Linked DNA regions of Mus musculus: region 2 is linked to region 1. The links are chromatin contacts, called in public HiChIP or PLAC-seq maps. All regions are on one chromosome and are shown on one strand. The core of a region is the stretch at or near the end of the contact, and the rest is flanking DNA. Distances in the headings are between cores, read along the strand shown.

The links. HiChIP or PLAC-seq counts read pairs in DNA pulled down with a chosen protein or histone mark.
Region 2: a FOXA1 HiChIP or PLAC-seq map of pancreatic cancer cells shows a contact between it and region 1. The contact joins two enhancer-like sites. A contact is called at or near these places in 4 of 115 datasets of contacts at active chromatin or transcription factors (embryonic basal ganglia, extraembryonic endoderm stem cells, large pre-B cells and 1 more).

Annotation. Positions count from the first base shown.
Region 1 is chr16:29,655,211-29,659,918 of GRCm38.p6, forward strand. It overlaps a transcript of Opa1 not described here. Among named protein-coding and RNA genes, the nearest start is that of Opa1, 78 kb to the left of the region's middle. Within about 2 kb of position 2,866, at least 68 of the 459 cell types and tissues checked have an H3K27ac peak or open chromatin away from gene starts, as enhancers often do.
Region 2 is chr16:30,032,838-30,037,545 of GRCm38.p6, forward strand. All of the region lies in intron 2 of 9030404E10Rik (RIKEN cDNA 9030404E10 gene), which reads right to left. Among named protein-coding and RNA genes, the nearest start is that of 9030404E10Rik, 4.3 kb to the right of the region's middle. Within about 2 kb of position 1,869, at least 66 of the 459 cell types and tissues checked have an H3K27ac peak or open chromatin away from gene starts, as enhancers often do.

The DNA.
Region 1 (4,708 bases), core at 1,616-4,115:
CAGTTGCACACTCAGCTTGTGATAAGCATGTTGATCACAGGTTCTACACTAATTAGACTATACTGAAGAAACATTTACAGAAAACTAGAAGATTAAGACAAGAACTACAAAATTGTGGGGGCTAAAAAGTAACAATGTAAAGACTTTAATTAGATGATCTTTAGCCTGAGGAAAACACTTCCCAAACTTACTGGTAAGAAAAACCTTCCTCATAAGTCATTATATTAAATTGCTGTCCTAAAATGGCAGAATTGAGTTACTGCCTTGAAAATTGGAAATGTGACCAGGCGTGTTGGTACTTGCTGTAATCCCAGCACTCGGGAGACAGAGATCAGTAGATCTCCATGGATATGAGGCCAGCCTAGTCTACATAATGAGTTCCATAATAGCCAGAGCTACATAGACAGACCCTGTCTCCCCAAAAAGAGTCCAAAGCCAATGGAGCTACATGGCAGTCTGTCTGAAGAGAAACCAAAGGGGTGGCGAGAGTGTACATGAGTCCCCCTGAGAAGCCCGGTGAGTGAGTATTGCTCTGGAATCAAGTCGCTGACAACGAGGCAACGATTTAGTATGTTTAAATCAGTTCTTTCAGACCTTGTGGTAAAGGTATTTTTATTAGTAGTATACGCTAAGAGATGTAAACAGATTCCTGTGCAAGTATTTGAGATTGAAAATTGGAAGGAGAAGCTAGAGACACCACTGAAAACCCAGTCACCACAGCAGCCTCCCAGGGCCAGGTCCTCTGCTCACTCCTCTGGGAGACAGCTCTGTCGCTCACTCCTGCGTGCACTGAGTCAGAGAGCAGCAGCCTGAAGTCATGATTTTATCCTGTAGCACTTACTAAAGGCTCATGAAACCTTCAAGGTTTTGTGAAGGGATTTGATAGGGATAAGTTAACTCCATCTTCCTGCTGTATGTACACCTGGGCTACTCGCCTTCCTCTCCCTGGCTTTCATGGGCAGGTATATGGTACATCTGCTAACCATGTTGAACTCTTCTTTCCTGCGCCCACAGTACCCTATCCCACTTCCACCTCTCCCTCTCCCTCCCTGACCCCTCTCTCCCTTTTTTTGTTCTCTCTCTCTTTCCTCCTCTTCCTTCTCCACGGTACTGGAGATGGAAGACCAAACACTCTAACACTGAGCCCCACCCAGCCCAAAGTGCAGGGCTCACTGGTCTCTATTGGCTAAGAACATGTTTGTCTTGTGGGTGTAAATTGACAGTGTCCACACAGACAGTAATGAACTTGCCACCAGACTACTGGAATGCCTAATACGTATGATTTTTTTTCCCTGTTATTTATAGATAGCAAAAGTCAGAAGTCACCATATTAATGCTTCAGCAACATGCACACGCCCAGGGACAATGGTGGCCTTGCCACCTCACTGAACAACACAAGAGTAGGAGGTGCCAGAAGTGTGTTAGGAAAAAGGCCTGTCAAAGGTCAAACTAGGCTCAGCACTGCAAAGGGTAGTACTACAAACTAGCCGTGAGCAATGTGAGATCCGTCTAGAACCCCTCTGAAGCATCTCATGGTCGGCATCGGATCAAAGGCTTGTGCCTGTGACACTTGGTTGAGAATACTCAAATCCAGAGCAACGGGTCCAATATGTGTTGGGTTTTGTAGCTTTATCGCTAGCAGAACTGTTCCCATTTTATGGATGTACAGCAATTTGTGACGTTGACAAAATAAGACTTAAGGAAGCCAGTCCGATTAACAAACCACTTTCCAGAGTAGCTCCTCTACAAAGTTCTCGGAGGAAGGAAAGTGATGGCGTGTGAGGTATTGGGAGCTCGGTACACGATACACAGAAATGGCGAGATGAGCTCGTCGTTTGAACAGATGGCTCAGAGAATTCACCGAGAAGCTGGCTGTGCTTCGGGAATTGTTCTCAGCAGAGCTGTGCTGTGTGGCTGCAGTGGGCAGGACTCAGGTCAGGTTTGGAGTTCCCATCAGCCCTGGGCTGCCTGTGCTGTGTGGTTTCACTGTGTGAATTTCCATGTCTCTTCTACAGATCTTCATCTTTCTGAGTTAACATCCTAAGATACACTTATTTTTATCTCAGTTTTTAAGACTTTCTCTCTCTCTCTCTCTCTCTCTCTCTCTCTCTCTCTCTCTCTCTTACTTAAGAATCTTAGCGTTTTTGAAAGGAAAGGTGCTAACCGAAGCCTGAACAATTTCAACTAAATGTATTTCCAGAAATCTCTTATACACCCCTTAGTTCTCTTGCTTTGAGAAATGTCAGATTTCTCAAGCCTTAATATGGAAATGGCAATTTTTTCCTGCCAAGACTCATATGTCTTTCAGATATTCTCAGAGGCTCTCAGCATAAACACAAAGCCACTCCCTCTTTTATGTCCTCTTTCCAAACATCTTGACACATTTGCATTCTTGCTAATTATACTAATTACTATAGTCCTAGCTGAATCAAGATCATAGAGTGTAATTTTATTCATGTGGCGTGAGGCTTTGGGACTGGGACGTTCTCCCCATGGGCGCCCCCTTTGGTGCGGTTCACCAGCTGTGTACTCTGATTGGCTGGGCTTTTGATGCGCAGATCATACAAGTTGGTCACAAACTTGTGTACAATGCGGCTGTTCTGGTTCATGTGAAAATCAACATCCTTTTGTTGTGTAAGCGGGTGACAGGATGCTGCAATACTATTAGCATTTGCAAAGAGGGTGCTCCGAGCTAGGGCGGCAGCACGGATCCCGGCTGCTCAGTTTGTGTCGCTCCATTATGTAAAAGATACAAAGAAACTGAAGGCTGGCAAAGGCCTGTCAAATCTTGTAATGTAGTGCGACCCCCAAACTCTCCTTGGCCTCCGAGCAGCTCTTGTTCCCTGTCCCACCCCTTTCTCTGAATGGGCACTGAGGTAGGTAAATGAATTCAGTGCCTGGTGGGCGGGGGTTCCTGGCTGACCTCACTCCTGTACTGTTTGTTTGCGGGCTTGTAGGGGGAGAGGAGGACATTTTGGAATCCTTTGTGTCAAATCATTTTCTTGCAGGTTGGGGAGTTAATGGTAACTTTGTCTGAGGCCAGCCAAGCAGAAAGCCTGTGCAGATGAGGCGTGGCATGTTCAACCTCCAAAAAAAAAAAAAAAAAAGCAGGATGAGAATATGGAAATGGGCAACTTTCTAGAGCAGATGGATATGCTGCAGGTCGGCATGTTCAGCATCTGCTGCTGGGAGGCTTAAGATTTGCCTTGTGTTTCTACATAGGGGATTTCTTTACCCCTGAGTTACTATGGCTTTTGTACTGGTGCCTATGGGTGTGTGTGTGTGTGTGTCTGTGTGTCTGTGTGTCTGTGTGTGTGTCTGTGTGTGGTTGTGTATGTGTGTGTGGTTGTGTATGTGGAGTAACTGAGTGTGTGTCTCTGTATGTTTGTGAGTGACTCTGTGTGTGTCTCTCTGTGTGTGTGTCCTAGTACCTTACTAAGTGGATAGGGTGTGGTATGATGAAAGAACTCCTTTTTGTTTTTTAAAACCCTTGGGTTTTCTTTTTATGCCTTAAAGACACACTATAGCTTTAGAGCCCTGCTGGCTCATATTTTGCAGCAGTGATGCCCAAAGAAGCTGTTTGCGCAGCTAGAGCTATGATTGAACTGGCTCCTGGTTCCAGGGAATTCCGTTCTGTCCCTGCAAGACTCAGGCCCAAGGGCTCAGGCCATTGCCTCCACGAGCAGGCAACTTGTAAGGGAAGCTGGGGGTTGGAAGAGTCATGTGAAGTCCCCTTATTTTTAAATGCTCGAAGATATGTTTTGAGATCAAGACGCACGTGTGTCACAGTGTCTACACACAGCATGCTGCCCACCCATGAGTCACAGTCTGTCTGTCTGTCTGTCTGTGCACGTGGGTGCCCCTACAGCTCTGACAGCAGGACTTCTAGCCATCTTGGTTGGAGATGCAGCTTTATTAGGTCTGGAGGAAGATTATTCATTAAATAACTGCTGCGTTCCAGATATCAAACATACCGCCCTGCTAACTTTTACACCTCCTTCATGTAAGCATTATCAGCATCTTACCAGCAGGCTACTGACTGGGGTTGTACAACGTGCACAGCTAGCTAGCTGCCAAGGTCTCTGAGGGAGCCCATGTGAGTGTGGCTGCAAAAGTCTGAAAGAGCAACTATAGAAATGGCTAGGCACGCCCTCAGAGCTTCCTAGTCTGTTCTGTCCTGGGGCATTAGTGCCTTTCCATGGCACAGACTTAGATTTTAAACAAAACAGCACGTATACTCTGAGGGTCAGTGGGCAAAGTGAGTTTGGATTCCCCTTACCCCAGAAAAAGCCAGACACCGCCACTCTCTTTTCTAATCCTGGCACTTCAGGAAGGGCAGAAACAGATGGGGCCTAGGGGCGCATTGGCATCGACCTCCAGGTTTAGCAAAAGGCGGTGTCAAAATCTAAGGTGGTATGTACTGAAGAGACGGCTGAGTTGTTTGTTGCCAAGAACAGCAGAAGAGAGAGCCTGCATCCATCCACCATCAGCCTTTGGCTTCCACACGTGCTTGGGTGAGCACACACATTTTGTTTAATCGCTTGTACTTGTAAAACCATGCTGCCGGTGCTACTTCCAGCACATACATCAGTGGGTGTTAAGGGAAAACCCTGATTGGATAAGATGCACCTGTATGTATAAAAGCCTTTTGCTCTCGGTGTCAAGTGGGTCCATGTTCCAAAAGGCAAACTGGTGAGCGTCAATGGAA
Region 2 (4,708 bases), core at 619-3,118, 380 kb after region 1:
TCTTTCTCTTTCTCTTTCTCTTTCTCTTTCTCTTTCTCTTTCTCTTTCTCTTTCTCTTTCTCTTTCTCTTTCTCTTTCTCTTTCTCTTTCTCTCTTTCTCTCTCTCTCTCTCTCTTTCTCTCTCTCTCTCTCCCTCCCTCCCTCCCTCCCTCCCTCCCTCCCTCCCTCCCTCCCTCCCTCTTTTTCTGATCTTGAAATCTTGAACTCAGTATATAGTTGCACCTACCTCCTGAAGGGCTAGGGTTACATGTATGGACCAACGTGCCCAACTTATGAGTGTAAGTACCCTACCCGATGAGCCTCATCCCGAGCTTAGAGACCATGTTTTTAAGAGCTTCCTGGGTGATGATCCACTGGGCTTAGCAACTGCTGGCCTACATGCCTTCTGAGGTGTGCTGATATTCTCCAACAGTATGGAAGAGAAGCAAGATAAAGGGTTGAGAAAGAATTGCATAGTGTTGTGTGTGGGTCCCAGAAAGGCACACACAACAGTGTTCCTAGTTGAGGAACATTAGTCAGGCTCTTTGTTGGTGAGAGGTCCAAAAAACCTCAGCAAATTGAGAAAAGTTTCAATTCCCAGGGATGCAGTCTGGGGTCCTCAGAGGGAGCCAATGCCGATGGTCCCTTTAGTCACTGATGGCCCCTGACTTAGGGAAGATGATCTAGAGCTGAGTCAGCTTCTGGGACTCAGAGCTGGAGTAGACATCAAAGCCAGAACTGAGCCGGCCTCTGAAACTCTTCAAGGTCTCAGCAGTTGTAATAGAACTAACGTAGCAGCCAATCAGAATTTCATTCATGTCACTGCCTTGCTCCCTACCAATCATAATAGAACTTAGCTAACCCTTCTGGAAAATTCCCCTAGCCCTGTCTATAAAGGGGACCTCAGAGTCCCTCTGAGGGTCACCCCTTTTGATGAATGGTTGACCCTTGCATGCTGGTAATTTCTGCAGAACAAATGCTCTTTGCTTTTACATACTATTTGAGGGGAGGGGGGAGTCTTCCTTCAGCGATTCTTGGACCCTAACACTGGCAGCTGATGAACTTGGAAGGGACACATGTGTGGCTAGCTGTTGAGTGTATACAAGGGTGGCCCGAGCTCCTCTTACTCCCCAGGTATCCAAACCATCTTGGAAGCACTGTTCTATCCCTGACCCTCAAATTCTCCCCAACTCTGAGTCGGGGAGGAAGCCAGAGAGGAGGCCAAAAACCCTGGCTTCTGTTCCAGTTGCCCTCCCAAACATGGCTCCTGGAGGAAAGGGGAGGGCAAGAAGCTTGCTGGAACCCAGCTGTGGGTGAGGCCAGGTGCACAGGGCCAGCCCCAGGCAGCAGCCTTCAGGCTGCAGCAAGCTGGCAAATGTTCTGTTCCTGACTCATCAGCATGAGCCTGAGCGGCAGCCTGGCACTCCCCCATGACCCACAGGCTGCACACCTTGTGGGAGGCTTATTTTCTTTTCCTCCGGTTACACACACTCCTCCATGGGGTCACAGCCTCCCTGTGGAGGTTTCTCCTTGAGTTTCTAGCCAAACACTCGGACCTTTCCCTATAAGACCCCAGGGACCAAAACTTTTCCTCCTCTCCCTGCTTCAACCATTTTCCCCCACACCTATCTTCCTACCCCAACTCCATCTCCATACACACAGACTCAGCACCAGCCTAAACAGACAGGAGGGCTGAGGAAAAGAGGGAGGCAGGGAGGAAAAGAGAGGGGCGAACAGGAAGAGATATGAAGGGAGGGAGGGAGGCAGAGAGGGAAGGAGGGGTCCTGCACTAACTCTGTAACCAACCCCAGTTCCTACTTGGCCCTTGTATCTGATTTCTCCCTAGGGCACATTCCAGGAAAGCTCCCTGGTCAAGCCCAGTCCAGAGAGCTTCCTTGTAAGGCCCCATCCCTCCAGGCGTCTCCTGCCAGAGGGCAGTAAGCCAAGAGTATGGATGGACGGACTAACCGAACTTTAGAGTTGGTTCTCACACTGATGTGGTGGGGGTTGGGGGGGGGTAAGAATGGAAAGAATAAACATCTCTCGGGATCCAAATCTGGCCTCTTCAAGATCTAGAGATGAGAGTCGCCTCCTCCAGCAGGGCTTTCTCTCAAAGGCTGTGGCACCCAGCCACTGACACCCTGAAGCATGTTTGCCATCCATCCTCTGCCGTCTCCTGTCATGAATACAGCCACTTGTAAGACAAAGGATCATGGGTGACAGACTTTGCAGTCAGACTTTCCAGATGAAATCCCACAGGTGAATGGGCAAGACCAACTCAGCCTCCATTTCCTCTAAAGCTCAGGGTAAAAAAAAAAAAAAAAAAAAAGGTATCAGAGGTTGGATGTAAAGACTGCTGCTTTCAGCGGTATCGATCATAGGGCTCTTGGTATTTCCCTATCTCATTTCCCAGAGGAGTCTGCTACTCCTTGCCTGTTGAAGTTGGGTGTGGCAATCTGACATCCTCTGGCCAACGAAGCATGAAGCAGCAGGTATCACTTCCTAGCAGATGCAGGACCCTCCACCCTCTCTTCCCCTGTTGCAGCTGTTTCTGCGAGTTAGGTTGAGAGGGTGGGTGTAGGCCAGAAGAGCAGGTGTCAGCAGGTTCTTTACTGAAGAGCAAAACCCTGAGGAATGGGTGTGTGTTGCTTCCAGCCACAGATTTGGGGACTGTTTGTTGTTAAAGTGTTACCTAGCCCATCCTGACTAAAATAAGACATCCTACATACAGGGAGGGCTCTCAGAACAGCTGTGTAAAACCAACTGATTTATTTGTTTTTGTTTTATGTGTATGGGTGTTTTTGCCTGCATGTGTGTCTGTGCATCCTGTGTGTTTCTGGTGCCTTCAGATGCCAGAAAAGGGGGTTGGCTCTCCTGAAACTGGAATATGTAAACCCAATAAGTGTGTCATAACTGAATAGACACATGCACATATATGCATACATACACATTTCTAAGGATAGATATGTGGCCATGGGGCTACAGGGTGGAACCTTCCTGTCTTCAGTTTCTTTATTCAGCTGATGTGAGGTCTATGCTAGATTCTCCTGTTCCCAGCTCTGACGCTGACACAGCTTCATGAACAGAAGGCAGCTGGTTCTCTAGCCCTAGGCTCTTGGGAGGCTGGGTCACACCAAGATTCTTAGCTACCTAACGACTGAGGGACTGTCCTGCCTCCTTCAGTCTTCGTGATGCAGCAAGGGCAGATCACGCCTTCAGTGGTGGGAAAGCGAAGTCCAAGCATCCTGCCAGATGAGAGACTCATATCTGAATCCAGCCAGGCCTGGTTCCTAATCTCAGGCTCTGTCTATGGCATTGTGCTGCTTGCCACATTCACAGCAAAGATCCACTTGGAGCTCAAGGTCCTGGGTTACTTAAACACTGTTCACCTACGTCCCTATATACTGACAGGGGTTGATGACAGGGAAACACCTCACTCTGCGTCCAAATAGAGAGAGGGTGCACGCTGAGGGCAGTGGTGAAGAAAGAAGCCTTTGCCCTGATGTCCAAGCCAGGGATGGACAGATAACCCTTATTTGCAAGTTTGGTTAAATTTTAACTCAGCATCCAAGGGTGCTATCCAATACAAGCAAAACAAAGTCCTTGCCTTTAGCTCAGTCACTGAGAACTAAGCAAGAAGAACCTGGCTACACAGCACACACTGCTGTCCTCAACTACCAAGAAGTCCTGATACCTAAGTCTTTGCTATGACTGCATTCCACGAGGAACCAAGACCCATGGTGGCCTGGAGGAGCCACCAAGAGCTCACCCTCTGGTCACTTCTTGCAGGCCTTGTTTTCTACTCATACTGCCCCTAACAGGAAGTGACTTTGCATCTTCATGCAGCCACATGAATGAACCCACTCCCTGTCTCACTGGCTGTGACCAAAGACTCCACATCACATTAGCCCTTCGGGAGATATGCTCCTTACACTCTTGGTTGATCCGGTGTGCAAGCTACCTCGTAGGGGGCACCTAAGAAGTCATATTTTTTTGTATCCACCATGGCATCTCCATTTCTGTCCCTTGTCCTAAGCCTGGCAGCCACACACATCCCACTGCTGCTGTGGACATACTCAGGTGACGCTAGGGGAGAGAGGCTGAGGCAAACCTCCCATGTTTCTACACAACAGCTTTGATGACAAGCAACACACGTTTATAGCACAATGCCCAGTTAACATGGGGATAATCCCATGCTTTTTCAAAAAGTCCACACCCATTGATAACATACCTGGTGGCCTATTCCCTTATTTCCCTAATCTTCAAGATTTGGGGGAGGGGATGGTTGTTTTGTTTTGTTTTGTTTTGTTTTGTTTTCTGAGACACAGCTTCTCTGTTTAGCCTTGACTGTCCTGGAACTCACTCTATAGACCAGGCTGGCTCCAAACTCAGAGAACCGACTGCCTCTGCTGCCCAAGTACTGGACTAAAGTCATGTGCCACCACACCCAGCTTAGCATGATCTTAAAATTCTCAAGAAGTAGAATATGAAGCCACCAATAAACCTCAGCCATGAGACTCCATGAGGAGTTTGAAGGAATACGCCTCTCAAATAAATTAACAGTACAATAAACATAATAGTACCTTGCATACGAAAGGCTCCGATGAAGGGCCAGACCTAAAGTAAACCAGACAGTGATCGCCACAGAACTAACCCAGGACAACCACTCTCATTGGATTTAACAGTCAAGGTGTGGTGGATTCACTGATCAAGCTGTGGTACCATCTGC